Linked DNA regions of Gossypium hirsutum: region 2 is linked to region 1. A link is a contact called in public Hi-C data. All regions are on one chromosome and are shown on one strand. Each heading gives the region's core, a stretch centred on a gene start, on an enhancer-like site or on the middle of the called end of the contact. The rest is flanking DNA. Distances are from core to core; before and after follow the strand shown.

The links. A called contact is a pair of places that touch in the nucleus more often than the background predicts.
Region 2: a Hi-C map of leaf shows a contact between it and region 1, with 2.4 times the contacts expected there. The contact joins the enhancer-like site here to the promoter of LOC107953271 in region 1. A contact is called at or near these places in 9 of 34 Hi-C or Micro-C datasets (callus, hypocotyl and leaf).

The regions. Positions count from the first base shown.
Region 1 is chrA07:20,556,378-20,559,735 of Gossypium_hirsutum_v2.1, forward strand. It overlaps LOC107953271, which reads left to right and starts at 1,964. Exons shown (of 7, transcript XM_016888515.2): 1 at 1,964-2,155; 2 at 2,440-2,707; 3 at 3,113-3,358. The coding sequence starts at 3,115.
Region 2 is chrA07:20,615,818-20,619,699 of Gossypium_hirsutum_v2.1, forward strand. No RefSeq gene overlaps it. Among protein-coding and RNA genes, the nearest start is that of LOC107953266, 3.5 kb to the left of the region's middle. Within about 2 kb of position 1,939, at least 1 of the 9 cell types and tissues checked has an H3K27ac peak or open chromatin away from gene starts, as enhancers often do. A contact at or near this core is called in leaf, where this site is marked.

The DNA.
Region 1 (3,358 bases), core at 714-3,213:
TCTTCTAGTTAAACTCAGTTCTCTTTTCCCAGTCTAACTTTGATTATTTTAGGAATATTTTAATCATATTTTCGCATGAATTTTAGCCTTAAAAAGGCCTTTTAAAAACCCTAGATAGTTTTGAATAATAACAACAAAATTAAGAGAGAGTTTGTGGGAATTTCGGGAAAACTTTGTAATTTTGAGTTCTAGATTTGTTTGTTTCTCCATCTTGTACTCCTCTGCAGTTTTTGTTGTTTTAGTGGAATTTTCTTTACCTGTGGGTTTTGATTCTCTTCGAAGGGGTTTTCGTACGTAAATATTTGTATCTAATTTTTTCGAATTTTCATTCGTATTTGTTGCTTAATTTGAATTTAACCCAACACATCTTAGAATAAAAATTCTATATAAATGCATTTCATCCTCAATATGAATTTTTATTTATTAATGTATTATTATATATTTAAATCTAATAATAAAAATTCTTAAAATAATTAATTACATTTAAAATAAAAGTAATAAACCTAAAATAAAATCTACAATATTAAATAGGATTATATTTGATATAGCGTGAGTGTATGAGTCCCATGCATTATCAATAAACCATAATTTATCACCTTGTTAATTAACAAAATAAAAGAAAATTAGAGGAATTAAAAATAAATATTAATAAATTTATTTAAACCTAATTACAATTTTCTTTTCTTCTTAACTCTCCCATGACTTCATTCAAGACCAGACACTCCTTCACCTTATTTCCTCCCATTCAAAGACAGTAATCTAAAAAGAAAATATGTTGAAATTAACTACAACACATTGAAGTCCAATTGACAGTAGCTAAGTATAATAATTAATAATTTATAGTTGAAACATGTGAGGTAATTGGCAATATATTTGAAGGAAATTTGTGAAAATTTGAAAGAGCAATATTTTGATACTAACAACGATAGCTTTGGGTGGCAACAAAGCAGTAGCCTAAATCGAAGCCAAAGATAGGAGCTATGGCGACAATAATTGGAGCACTGCATTGACTACCTTTGAAGGAGATTTATCGGTTGAAAATAGAGACGACGATAATTGTAGATGGAAGGAAAAGCTCATCCTCTTCCTGCAATTTTTGAAAATTGAATTATCTTATAATACTAAAGTGATCCCTAAAAATATTACAGAAATTAGTGCTATTGGCTTCTTTCAAATCTAAATCATTATTTTCAAAAAGGTTTCTATCTCCATCAAAATAGCAAGTGTCTCCTCTTTCTGTAGCGAAGGAAGCCGATTGGGTAAATTCATAACTTCAAAAAATATCTAAAGAAGAAAAGAAAATTGTAATTAATTTTTAATTAGGTTTAAATAAATTTAGTAATATTTATTTATAAGTCTTTAAATTTTATTTTATTTTATTAATTAACGGCTTGACAAATTGTTATGCATGAAGGGTATATCAAATATAATTTAAAATTTGTATTTACATATAAATATATTTATATACATATAATTATAAAATATTTGAAAAATATTAATAAATCTAAAATCATACATCAAAACACATCAATATAAATATATTATGATATATCCACACTTGCATTTTCAAACTTGAAGTTTTTAATACAGCAATTAAATAGAAAATTTAGTGATTAAACATATTACATTCTAAAACAAAATTACGGATGGAAATCATATACTTCCAAATATAAATTATAGCAACAAAAACAAACCAGAATCATCTATCACCCATATCTTCAACAGTTACTTTGCTCAGGATAAAGTTTCGAATTTTCACCAAATCAACCTTGGCATGATTAATTTCGGAGAACGTAATGGTAGGGGTAATATCACCTCATTTTTCTAAACAAATTAAAATGATTATTATCCTTAAAATCTCTGACTCACTGGTGCACAATCCTACAAAGTTCCAAGCTTGAAACAACAGTCAAAATGACAGATTTGGAGACTAGTAGTTTTAGTTTTGTTTTTGTCGGACGCATGGCACGTTTCTTGCAATGACAAATATCACTTGGCACTATCAAAAACAGTAAGGACTTGGGTCCTTTTCAGCAAATGGGATTTTGCTTTCTTATAATTATTTGAAGTCTTGACCGGATTAAGAAAAAGGTCTCAGCTGCATCTGCCAGAGCTCACACCACAGCTAACAGTGTCAAATCCAGATCATTTCCAGGTTGGGGTTTTTAGTTTCCTTTTATTTCTTCATCTCTTCCTATCTAATTGTTTCTTGGAATTTCTGGATATTATCTATCTATTTCGGATCAACTCTTTGTTTTAGAGTATTTATGAGTAAAATGATATGAATGGTTTCCTATTTGTTAGTTACTGGCTACTTAGGAAACTTCCAATTTTGATTTGGTTGTTATGAACTTGAACTACTGGAAATAAATCTTATTTGAAAGTTGTAATATGAAATATTGGGATATTTATGATTGTGCTTTCTCTTAATTTCTGCAGGTCCTGAACCAATTAGTCATTAGGTTTTAATTTGTAGCTAACTTTCCTACTTTGGCTGCTGCTGTTGCTTCCTTCCTGTTCTGCTGTAGTTCTAGTAGTGTTGGCTGAGGGAAGTTTCATTGATCCCCAAAAAGTGGATTGCAATAGGCAGATATTTGTCTGCATTAAGGACATGGTTGCATTATCTAAATTTCACATATACTATTGGATAAAGGCTCGCTTGATTATGTAGGGTTTATAATTTGAAAATCACCCATGTTTTAAGCACGTAAGCAATCAGCTTCCCTTTAGATCCCCTTATTCCGTGAATAGCTAGCTGGCTGTATTTTTTCCCAGAACTTGAAATCAATCCGTCTGTTTGGCTCTGTATGTTGTGGCCTGCTTTCATTCCATCTACTTTTTTCTCAAGAAAAAAACATAGAAACTTAGAAGCACAAAACAATGGCTGAGGATTTCCCCATTATTATTCTGTTAAAGTGATACTGTTACCTACGAATTTTTGAAGAACCCCAGGAGCCATAAGCACGTTTTGCTTACCATTTTCTCTATTCATACGCTTTCAACATTCCCTATATTTTCAACTTGCTTTGGATGAATATGAAACCGGGTAAAAATCTTCCTCTTTCTTGAATTATGTGATATGATGGATTTATGGTGTTTTCTCCCTTTGCAGCAATGATTGCCCCTATAGCGGTAGCTTTCACAGTGGGCCTCCTGGGATGGACTTATCGAGCATTAAAGCCGCCCCCTCCAAAGATATGTGGCTCACCCGATGGGCCTCCTGTCACTTCTCCCAGAATTAAGCTCAGTGATGGGAGGCATTTGGCTTACAGGGAAGCTGGAGTTCCCAGGGAAGAGGCTAAGTACAAAATAGTTGTCATTCATGGCTTTGGCAGCTCCAAAGATCTGAATTTACCTG
Region 2 (3,882 bases), core at 689-3,188, 59 kb after region 1:
AAATTTATAATAATTATTTCAATAAACGTATATCCCAAGTTTTATGCAAATGTGTCAACTTAGATATATTATATGACCATTAATTCTTCATTTTGTTTCATACATATTTTTGTACATCATTTTATTTTGTGTTATGATCATGTATATTATTTTTTATTATTATTCATTATCCATGCTTAAAGAATTTTTTATTACATTATACCTAGAATGATTGTTAGACATATTAAGCAAAGTTTATTGTATTTCGAGTATATTATTTCATATTTATTATTTTTTATAATGCATTAAATATTTCATTAATTTTTAAATGAATAAACATGTTTTTTAAGCAAATTTCTAAATTTCAATTATTTAAAGTTTTTGAAATAAGGCAATATCTAATATTTGGGGAATTCGAAAAAATTGTGCTCAATCGTACTGGGTATGACTTTTCCGACGAACCAAATATTTAGATAACCTTTTATACTTTTAATGTATAAGTTTTTTTTTAAAAATTCGAAAATCGATCGTATCTTAAAGGTATAAGGGATTGTATCTAATCGTACTGGGTATGAAACTGCATATCTTCGGAACGAGAAATTTTTGACAGCTAATTTGAGCTATTAAATTTTTTTTATATACTTCGAAAAATATTTTTTGATCTAAGGACAACATCAAATCAATTTGGTACCAGTTTTTGGGCGTAATGAGGGTGCTAACCCTTCCTCATCCGTAACCGACTCCCGAACCCGTTTTTCTTTATTTCTCCTAAACCAAATTTATTTTTCATTGAATAAAGCGTTTTTAATAGGTGGTCTAATCACATCTAAATCAAGAAATTGGTGGCGACTCCACACTCGGTTTTAAAAGTCGATTCCCATTGTTTTTTAAAATAAAAAAAGGGTTTCGACATTTTCTATTTCACAATTATAACTACTTCTTGACTTATTAATTTGTTATTTTCATTGATATACTGCTAGTTATATTTGTTTGCATGGTATAACATTCTAATTCCTACAAAGTATATAAGTTAATTTTCTTAAAACTCAGGTTAGATTATTTTCTATATTTTATATTGGATGAATATTTTAGTGAAAATTTATCTACATTTTATTTAGTTTATACTTTATATTAGTATGATTGAATCACATGAAATAGTAAACTTAGAGTTTACTGGTCCAAATTATATTAATTAGTTGGTATGATCAGTTAGATCATCCCAACAAAAAATGATACAATAAATGAGGATTTACATGAATTTTTATTAAAGCACCTAGAGATTCTTCATTTTAAAGATTTTGAAGTCTCATTTGTTCTCAAAGAAGATTTATTAGAACTTCACTAACAAAAGTTGAGATTGAATCACTTGTATTTCTAAAAGAAATATAAACCCAATTATCTAGAAAGTGAATGTTTTGATAAAATTTTGATAGATACATCTACAAGATAATCACATGTGAGTTATCAACTCACAACATTCCATGTGCGAGATTACTTGTTTAATATTTTACTTAAGAACAAAACTTTTAAATTATGCAATCGAGACAATTATTGTTAATGTTGGTGAGTTTATTTCTTAAACTTTTAATGATTATTGTTACTCATAATTCATGCATTTTAGACCCTTATCATTTTACTTTTCTTTGTTCTTCAAGTGGAAAATCATGTTTGAGCTTTGTTTATAAATTTAGTTTTATTATTAATTACATTTTTATTTTTCTCGTATTTGCTTTGATTAGTTATAAAGGATTACTTTGGCATCCTTGTGACTTTAATTAGGTAAATACGAGCTTTGAATGCAATGTCAAGAATTGTTGAGAGCGAAATGAACGAATATAAGGAGACCTGAACGGAAATGAATAAGCTGCTGCCCAGTCGCGCCCCATCCTAGCCTTGGTGCCCTAGCTTTCAAACCAGCTACTCCGTACCACGTGACTATGCCCCCGATGCAGTAAGCTCGGGCGGCCCTGCACCATGTCGTTGAGCCGCGGTGCCAACTATCGCCACGTGGAATTTTTTTGTTTTGACTCCAGACTCAAGGCTATTTTGTCTTTTTAAATATAATGCTTAAACTTGTATTGTAGCCCTGATTTTTGTTAGATAAACCTTATAAATAGGATCTTTTGGAGGATTAGAAAACTTTTTAGCTATATTGAATATCGGGCATCTTGCGAACTGATTTTTTTGGCGTTTTCTTATTCCATGGATTGCTAAATCCTCTCTTTCTAATTGAAGGTTAATTGAAGTTTGATTCGATGGATCTGTGAGACTTAATTTTCACTTTAAATCCCCTTTTTTTTTCTTTCGTATTTATACATATTTTGTTATAATTACAATTGCTCAGGTTTATTAAATATTCAGTTGATATTTGATTGCTTAGAACGCTTGTCTTGTCAATTAGAATAATTAAATTTGTAATTTTTTATTTCATTATAATACCAGTGATAACTCGTTTATGTTGTAGTTCAAAATTATTGTAACAACCCGTTTTTCAGTAATTTCGGGACCACAATTCCGATAAGTGAGCTCGTAAATATTATTATATAATATTTACGAGTCCAATACTATGATAAAGTGAATTTTATTTGATACTTTGTATTTAATTGGATAATTAGTTAAGTGCAAGTCGGTTGTCCTTAAAGTCAAGTAATTTTGAAAAACGAGGTATTAGGACCTCGTTTTCATAAATCGAGCCTAAAAATATTTTATTAAATATTTACGGAGTTGATATATAGGTGTATTAAATTTTGGTCTAGAAATTTTAACATTTGGATAATTAATTAAAGAAAAAAGACTAAATTATAAAAACGTAAAACCTAATCACTATTAAATTATATTGATTAAATGGTTTAATTAGTAAATATAGGAGGACTTATGAGACAATTAGGCCATCATCATGGTGGGTGGACGGTTAATGGTGCTTTTGGATTAAATTATTTGTTAAAATTATATGTTTATAATAAAAATAAGTAAAAAACATAATAACATTTTCATCATCTTTTTCTTCTCCATTGAAAACCGAAACACAATGGATGAACCTTCAAAAGCTTTCGGCCATCTTTCTTTACTTTGCATAGAATGAATTTTTTATCGATTTCTTGTAATCTTAATGTTTTTGAGATTGTTGCAACTAAGTTCAGTTAATTCGTATCTCTATTTTTAAAATTATTAAAGTTTTTTAAAATTACCATAATGATTTTTGAATGTTCTTAATATTAAATGTAAAATTTTGAAGCTTGGAAATGTTTCAGGACTATTTTGTTAAAGTGGATTTTGTTAGTTTTGCATTCAAGGACTAATATGTAAATATGTTAAACTTAGCATGCACATATTGCAATTTTCAAGTGATTGAAGGTTAATTATGGATGCAATCAGGATCGGTTACGTATATTGGGACTTAAATTTGAAAGTTATGATAAGTTTGACTTTAGGGACTAAATTAAATAAAATGTAAAAGTTTAGGGGTAAATTTGTAAAATATGATAAAAAAGGATTAAAATGCATAAATTTAATAATTTATGTGGTTTAAATTGATTTAATTGAATTAAACTATGCTTTGCATGATAAAAAATCTCATCGATCGGAAGATGTACGAGGAAAATGAAAAATTACCTATTAGTCCCTAATAGTTAAATTACTTTGACAGGTAAGTTGATACTACTATCTGTGGTTACAGTTCGTTATTAGATGTCGTTACTTATATATATAAACTGCGGAAATTGAATTTGTCTATGTGAAATAAATTGAATTTTGAGATAGTTTCGATAGACCAAGTAAAACTTTCATACACGAGATTTCTGAATGATTCCTGTTTTAGACTGAGCTCCAACATTTGTTACGGACTCAAATATACATGTAACACAGATTTAGCCTAAACTGGTAATCTATTGTTGTTTTAAAGGT